2 separate regions of the Mus musculus genome follow, and region 2 is linked to region 1. Evidence: chromatin contacts called from public promoter capture Hi-C data. All regions are on one chromosome and are shown on one strand. The core of a region is the stretch at or near the end of the contact, and the rest is flanking DNA. Distances in the headings are between cores, read along the strand shown.

The links. Promoter capture Hi-C pulls out the DNA fragments that hold promoters and counts their contacts.
Region 2: a promoter capture Hi-C map of the HPC-7 cell line shows a contact between it and region 1, with 4 times the contacts expected there. The contact joins the promoter of Blm here to the enhancer-like site in region 1. A contact is called at or near these places in 8 of 39 promoter capture datasets (the 3T3-L1 cell line, 3T3-L1-derived adipocytes, the HPC-7 cell line and 5 more), 1 of 15 datasets of contacts at CTCF or cohesin (CD8 T cells), 12 of 484 Hi-C or Micro-C datasets (the G1E-ER4 cell line, the HL-1 cell line, the HPC-7 cell line and 7 more), 10 of 115 datasets of contacts at active chromatin or transcription factors (CD8 T cells, the HPC-7 cell line, the SCID.adh cell line and 5 more) and 4 of 9 other capture datasets (adipose tissue, liver, macrophages and 1 more).

The regions. Positions count from the first base shown.
Region 1 is chr7:80,492,867-80,496,699 of GRCm38.p6, reverse strand. Blm (Bloom syndrome, RecQ like helicase) reads left to right here. Exons shown (of 22, transcript NM_001042527.2): 10 at 597-710; 11 at 2,169-2,267; 12 at 2,450-2,598. Among named protein-coding and RNA genes, the nearest start is that of Blm, 40 kb to the left of the region's middle. Within about 2 kb of position 1,304, at least 38 of the 459 cell types and tissues checked have an H3K27ac peak or open chromatin away from gene starts, as enhancers often do. A contact at or near this core is called in the G1E-ER4 cell line, the HPC-7 cell line, LSK cells and 3 more, where this site is marked.
Region 2 is chr7:80,533,734-80,537,724 of GRCm38.p6, reverse strand. It overlaps Blm (Bloom syndrome, RecQ like helicase), which reads left to right and starts at 2,606. Exons shown (of 22, transcript NM_001042527.2): 1 at 2,606-2,682.

The DNA of each region.
Region 1 (3,833 bases), core at 55-2,554:
CTCTCTGTCAGTTAGAAGCAAGCCTGGCATACAAGCAAATTTGGGGCCAGCTCCAGTTACACACACAGACAACATGGTCTTTTTTACAGATAGAGGAGATGAAACATAGAAAATGGAACAGTGGAGAGCCTTTTGTAGTTTTTCTTGACACAGAAGCATCTTGCCATAGCACAGGCTAGCTTCAGATTTGCCGGATGGCAAGGCTGCCTTGAATTCCTAAACCTCCTTTCTCATCCTCCTGCCAGCTAGGATTCCTCATATGTATGCCACCACACCTAAGTGGGAAAGCTATTTTGAGTTGCATTTAATGTTAATTTTTAAAAATATGTGTACTAGCTAGATGTGACACATGCCTATAATTACCAGTACTTTAGAAGCTGAGGGTACAGGAGGGTCACAAGTTTGAGACTCAAAAGTGAAACTCTTGACTCAGAAAACAAAACTTAAAAATAAAAATGGTGCATTGATTGTTATGGTGAGGTATTTGTTTCTTTTGGAAAGTGTGATATATGACTTATAAAATATGAAACCTAAGCACGATCATATCTGATTAATGTATAAATAAAATGAAATTTAAATTATTACTCTTAACTTAGATTCCAGCTACATATCTGACAGGGGATAAGACTGACTCAGAAGCTGCAAATATTTACCTCCAATTATCCAAAAAAGACCCAATCATCAAGCTTTTGTATGTTACTCCAGAGAAGGTTCGTATTTATCTCACTCTCTTCAGTGTAATATTGCAACGCACTCAAATACATATATTTGAAGAACTTGGTGATAATTTTTATATACATTAATGAATTCTTGTATAACCTTCACTCCAGACCACAGATGGTAAAGTCTTCTCTGCCTCCTGTGTTGTTTGTTCTTTCTCCAGTTTGTTGTGAAACACTTAATTGACAGTGAGTTGCAGATCTGCCATTTTACCTCTCCTTTACCTCACTCTGCATTTCCTGACTGTATAGCACTCCCTTAGGAACCACTGTAATTTACCCGTCAGGAAATGTACAGTGACACATACTGTTACTTAAGCCATTAACCTTTCAGTAATGACCTTTGTAAAAAAGGGAAAAAAAGAAAACCCCTATTTCATCTCCTATCTAAACAGTTTCATTATTTTGACATTTTGAAGCATAAGGGCCAGTTTTGGGGACTGTGCCTCAATTTGAATTTGCCTTGTTTCCTGCTGATTAAATCCCTATTCCTCACGTTGGCAGGGATGCCACAGATGTGCTGTGTGCTATCAGAAGACAGTTGGCAGTGACTCATCCCATTACCAGTGGTGGTCACTGGCCAATCACTCGATCAAAATAGCATTGCCAGGCTGCTGCTCGCTGGGCTTAACGTTTCCTTCCCCTTCCAGCTGCCTAGTGAGCAGTTGCTCTGTTGTAGGAGGTCTCAGACTGTACAGACACCGTGGCAGACATCAGAGCCTCCCCACAAGCTTTAGCATCGTTGATGATTTGTTTCTTATTATTACTATGATGAGTGCCAGGTTGAGTTTACTGATACAATCCATCCTGGCTTTATGAAAGCCTTGCCTGATGCTGCGTATTTATCAGTGTGAACTTGTGGGTTCTTTATTAGTTTAGTAAATTATAATCATTTTCACTATGTATTTTGATGTTCTAATTGCCTATGTTCAACCAGTGAGGACGCTTCATCAACCTGACTTCTGTGTCTTATGTCCCTGTTAAGATATGCTTGTTATTGGCACATAGCTATCTATATGTGTAATACATAGAGTTCTTCCCCAATAGTATGCACATACCAAACACACATCTAAACTCCCGTTATCAGGCTGGCGGTTGCTCATGGGGAATGTGCCTAAGGACCTAGAACCAACCACCTTAACTCTGAATTCACGCATATACATCATTGTGTGCACAGACCCACCCTACACATGCACAAACACAAAATGAATACATGTAAAAAAATGTAAGTCCTGTAACCAGAGTAAACATGTGGTAACTCTCAGAGCTACTAGCCTGATAAGTAAAGCTGTTGGATGTGGATGAGGGCATTGAAGTGTCTGGATTGCCCTTTGCTTTTCTGCTCTCTTCACAGACTGAGGACAGAATCACTCGTGTGTGAGTAGTTCTAACAGGGAGTGACGATATTCATTCAGATGTGTTTACATCTCTCGTGTATCTCTATTCTAGGTCTGTGCAAGTAACAGGCTGATTTCTACTCTGGAGAATCTGTATGAGCGGAAGCTCTTGGCACGTTTTGTCATTGATGAAGCGCATTGTGTGAGTCAGGTAAGTTTCTCTTGGGATATCAGTGTGTTTATACCACCAGTAGTGCTCAGAGCCACAGCACTGAAGAACAACCCACAGTGGCTGACTGATCGCTCTGCTGCTTCACTGGAGAATAAAGTGCATCTTATATATCGACCCGAGAGATACAAATAACCTGAAAGCAACATTTTTTTTCCAATTAGTGGGGTCATGATTTTCGTCAAGATTACAAAAGGATGAATATGCTTCGCCAGAAGTTTCCTTCTGTTCCAGTGATGGCCCTCACGGCCACAGCGAACCCCAGGGTCCAGAAGGACATCCTCACTCAGCTGAAGATCCTCAGACCTCAGGTGTAAGTCGGTGAAGGTTGTGGGTTCCATTTTCTGATTCTGTACATTAGCATCACCTGTAGGGCTTTATCAAGCCAAGTGTCCAGATGTGCCCAAGGACAGCTAAATCAGAATATTTGAAATTGGAAGAATTTTTTTTTTTTTATTCTCAGTGCAGTAAAATTTGGGAACAAAATCTGGGTTTTTTTCTTTACTTAATAAAAGAACAACTCTAGAGCACTCTAGACGGCAGCACACATAAAGGCGCCTGCAGCCAGGGCTGACCGCCTGAGGTCAGCCCCTGGTATCTTTGAGAGAGAGAGAACTGGCACCTTCTGCCTGTTGCCCAAGCAAGCCCTGATAAACAAGCAAATAAATAGAAACAAAAGGAAAATCATCCCACCCTCTGCTTTAGAAGTGAGATAAATCAAATTCGGTCCTGGGTAACCCTGTTGTAATCCTTTTAACAGATTACATTTTGTGTATCTTACTTTGGCTTCCACACTCCACGTGCCTTCATGGAATGAGCAGGTAACCCTGCTTTCTCATCTTAAAGTCTCTAGTCCATGCACGATTTGAGAGCAGTCTAGAACCCTCTTAGCACAGCACTTTCACTTGAATTTCATCTCAGCACGTGCATCTTGCTACCTCCAAATCCATAACTAATTGGTAACAAAGGCACTAAAAATATTTGCCTATATACATTTAGGTGGTGCTAGGCTGTTGTACCTCCACCTGAGTTTGTCCATGCTTTCTGTGTTGTTAATTTGCTCAGCAGATACTTAACATGTTTGTACAGTGAGTTTTTTTCTGAGGTTCAGGGAGATTGCCTAAGGGAGTAAAGGCTGAACAGAATATTGAGGTGAATTTGTATAAATTTAATGACTTATTTTTATTTTATGTATATGAGTGTTTATCTGGGCACCACATGTGTCCCTGGGACCCACAAAAGCCCGAAGACATCGGATCCCTGTTGATCTGACTTTTATATACCATTAATGACCATACTTGAATGCAAGAATTATTGAGTTTTCAGAATTTTTTTGTGTATAATCACAAATTTGGAATGGAATGTTTTAATTTAATGCCACTTGTAGTGAGGAATATTTATGTAAATTTGGGGTGAGAGAATACATTTTGTTCTCATATTATGTGCGCTAATACTATATTTAAGATTAATGTTATACTTTAGGTTCTAATAAATACTGAATGCTAGAAATTTGTTTCTAGAAATGCTATGCTTCCTATAAAATGTTGT
Region 2 (3,991 bases), core at 1,357-3,856, 40 kb before region 1:
TAAGATGACTTTTAAGCCTTACATGGAAGCGTGCTGGTCTTTCACTTGCCCTCAGATCAGGGCACCTTCTCTGCAGTCTTTTCTGGTCCTCCACATCTGCATTTGCATCCCTGTTGTGATAGCATAACTTGAGCTAGCATGTTCATGACATTGATTGGTACTGTTTTGTTTTGGGACAGGGTCTGGCTACATACCTCAGGCTGACCTCAAATTGGAGATCTTCCTGCATCTGCCTCCCGAGTGTTTCAATTATAAGCATGCACCACCACAGCTAACTTGTATTGCTACTATGAATATTAACTTATGTATTGTCCCTCTCGACAGACTGAGCCCAGATGTATTGTAGTTCTTCAGGGCCCATCTAGCACAATGACTTGACTAGGGACAGAGAAGTGAAGATAAACGAAAAAGGAGAATGTGACATGCAGGCACATTTAGCTAAGTGTTCCTTCAGGAAGTTGTGAGCATCACACTTACTGCCTGGGTGCGACCACTTGAGTCCCAGTGTTGTTGGTTCTACTCTTTTTGGTAGATTGTTCATATCTTCTTCTTACCTCTATTCTGTATGCTTTTCCATTTGCTATTTAAAAACTGCTTAATTATTGGGGTCTGGTGCTGCAGGCATGCTCCTTGGAAGGCAAGGGCATTAAAATTTCAATGCATAGCTGGGTAGTTGTGTTAACCACCTTTAATGCCAACACTTGGGAGGCAGAGGTAAGTGGATCTCAGAGTTCAAAGCGAGGCTGATCTACAGAGTGAGTTTCAGGACAGCCAAGACTACACAAAGAAACCCTGTCTCAGAAAGAAAGAACAAACAAAAGAGAGAAAGAAGAAATGAGGAGGAAAGGAAGGAAGGAAGGAAAAAGAAAAGGGAAAAAGAGAAAAAAAAGGAAGGAAGGAAGGAAGGAAGGAAGGAAGGAAGGAAGGAAGGAAGGAAATTTCAAGGCATGCCTGCACTTCCTAGCACTCAGAAGGCAGAGGCAGGCAGATGTCTCTAAGTTTGAGGCCAGCTTAGTCTACATAATTAAGTAACAGGCTAGCTAGGGCTACATAGACGCAGCTTTAAAAACATTTTATCAGTTTGTCAGCAGGATGCCTAAAGATGCAGACACATATAGATAGTAAGAAATTTACAATAATGAAACACATGAGTCTAGTCATCATCTGCAGCTATACTTCCTTGGTTTTTGTAACTCATAATAGTTTAGCACAAATGCAATATATAGAACTTGCATATTGTATTTTGGATCTCTAGGTATTTTCACTATATGTGTCCTCTAACCCACAACTCTCCACCAGTTTTCTCTAGATATGAATATTTAAATTTTATAAAGATCCCACATATAAGATCATGCAATAATAATTTACTGTGTCTGGCTTATTTCACTTAGCATAATGTCCCTAAATGGAAAGATCTGGTTCTTTTTACCAGGCTAATTACTATTCTGATGTGCATTTCCCGTCTTTCTCCTGACAGCTTATTTTCATATCTTGGCTATTGTGGATTATGCAGCAATGAACAAGGGAAAGCTGATAGCTTTAGGAAGTTATTTATTAATTTTCTTTGGGTATATGTCAGAGGAGATGTTTCTGGGTCATGAGGTAACTTTTAGTATCTTTCAAATCCTTTGTACTGTTTTCCATATTGTTGTAACAGTTTGAATTTACTCCTTAAAAGAGGGAAAGGGTCCGGCAGTGGTGGCATACGCCTTTGATCCCAGCACTTGGGAGGCAGAGGCAGGTGGATTTCTGAGTTGGAGGCCAGCCTGGTCTACAGAGTGAGTTCCAGGACAGCCAAGGCTATACAGAGAAACCCTGTCTCAAAAAACCAAAATAAATAAATAAATAAATAAATAAATAAATAAAATAAAAAGAGGGTAAGGACAGATGACAGGGTTGGAAGAGAAAAAAATTAACAAGAGCCCACTTTGGTGGAATATGTAATCCTAGTATTTGGGAAGTGTAAGTAGGTGGATCGGGAGTTCAAGGTCAGCTTCTCCTACACAATTTGGTGGAGGTTTGAGGCCAACCTGGGCTATGTAAGGTCCGGTCTCAAAAAAACTAAAAGTTACAAAAATAGAAGATCAGGCATCACCGGGCTGCATTCATGGTGGAAGCTACCCACTAGAACTGAAGCTTCACCCTCGGCATCTGCATGCCAGCTGAAGTATCTGAGCTTGCGACCGATTAATGACAGTCAGCAGTGGAAGAACCGCCGAAGTTTCACAAGAATAGAGGGTGAGATCCAAAAGAAGAGGCCCACAGACGCTTCGCCTGATTTACCGGAACTAGCAAGCCTCGGCTGTCTTCAAACATCACAAAATCTCTACCATGCCACAGACTGGGCTTCAGGCGCCTTTCCCTACACTAGGAAAACAAAAAACAAAAAACAAAACAAAGCCTTACTACGCCGGAAGCCAGGTAGTTTGCCATAATCACCTGACCGGTCAGCTGCATTCGGATTGGGCTTTAGTAGTACGTGCTCGGGGGATACCGCCCCAGCAGCTCTAGGGGCGGGGCCAGGAGCCAGAGGCCACGGTATTGGTTAGATCCTTCAGGGATTACCCAATCAGAATCATCCTTCTTGCCGCGCAGAGCGTGCGGCGCGGGGCGCAGGAGGGCCGTGTCGGCGCGCGGAGTTTGGATGGTGGTTCCGCCCGGCGCGACGTAAGCCTGAGTGAGGTGAGTTCGGCGCGCGCTGGGTTGCGGTGGCTCCGCCGACTAACAGAGCCCGAGGCCTTGGCCATTTCACCAGTCATCCGTCCCAGGTTCTCCGAGCCTCGCTTGTGGCGAGAAGCCCAGACCGGAGTAGAGACCTGGTGACCCAGAAAAGGCCATGTCAGGCGGCCGAGGCTCGAGTCTCACTGTCCACACTTTCCTTAAGGCCTTGATTGTCATACGCGAGAAATTAGCTCATCTGCTTCCCGTAGTTTGTGTAGTGCTGCAACGACCCCTCGTAGCAATGCATGCTTTCGAGACGCCAGAAGAGGTGGAGGTGCCCTGTTTTTAATCGGAGAAGCAGGAGCTCAGACCTCGTTTGCCGAAAGGGCGCGCGGGCTTGGATGCCAGATGAGGTTTGAATAGGACCTGCCCAGCTCTGAAGCCTATCTCACTGCCCCAGGCTTCCTCCCAGTCCCTCTTAACTGTCATAGGTTACCGGGTGAGGGTGACTGAGATGAACCTGCCATCTTCCGGTGTCGCCTTTAAATACACAGCTCTCCTACCTCAGCAAGGGGTAGGGGTGGGAAAGACTGATCGAGAGATGACAAGATGGAGGAGAAGGAGAGAGGCAGACGCCTGGGGAGTAATACATTTAATTGAGCTTGGAAGGAACTTGTCTCAGCCATCCAGTGCTGAGTTGACGTCACACCGTCTCAGCCATCCAGTGCTGAGTTGACGTCACACCGGCTTGAGTCAACATTTTGTTAGCCTGACTGCTATTCTGTTTGGATGTCACTTTAACTTTGCTTGGATGAAGTGGGATTTTTAGGTTCCCAAGATAGGGATTTAGTACCAGTTTGTTTGTTTTGGATCTTGTAGTCCCGTCTGGCCTCAAACTTGTAGAGCTGAGGGTGACTTTGGACTCCATGATCTTTTCAGCCTCAACCTCTCAAGTGCTTGAGTTACAGACCCATGTCACCATCCCTGTTATTTAAAGTGTATATACTGTGAAATATGTACTTCTGCAAAAGAGACTCACAGATTTCTCTGTGTAGCCCACTGTAGACCAGGCTGGCCTCGAACCCTGATTCCACTGCCTTTCCCTCCTGAGTGCTGGAATTAAAGGCAATGGCTGCCACTGCTGGACAGAATGTAGCATCTTAAACTTGGTTGAGGGACATGCTCTATTTTCTAAATTTTTACCTTTTGTCAGGAATGGAGATAGGAGTATGTTCTTGTCCATGTTTGTGTGTGTGTGTTAATGTGCAAGAAGACCAGAGGTACCTTCTGCAGTTGTCTTCCATCTTAGTGTTTGGGGCAGTCTCACTGA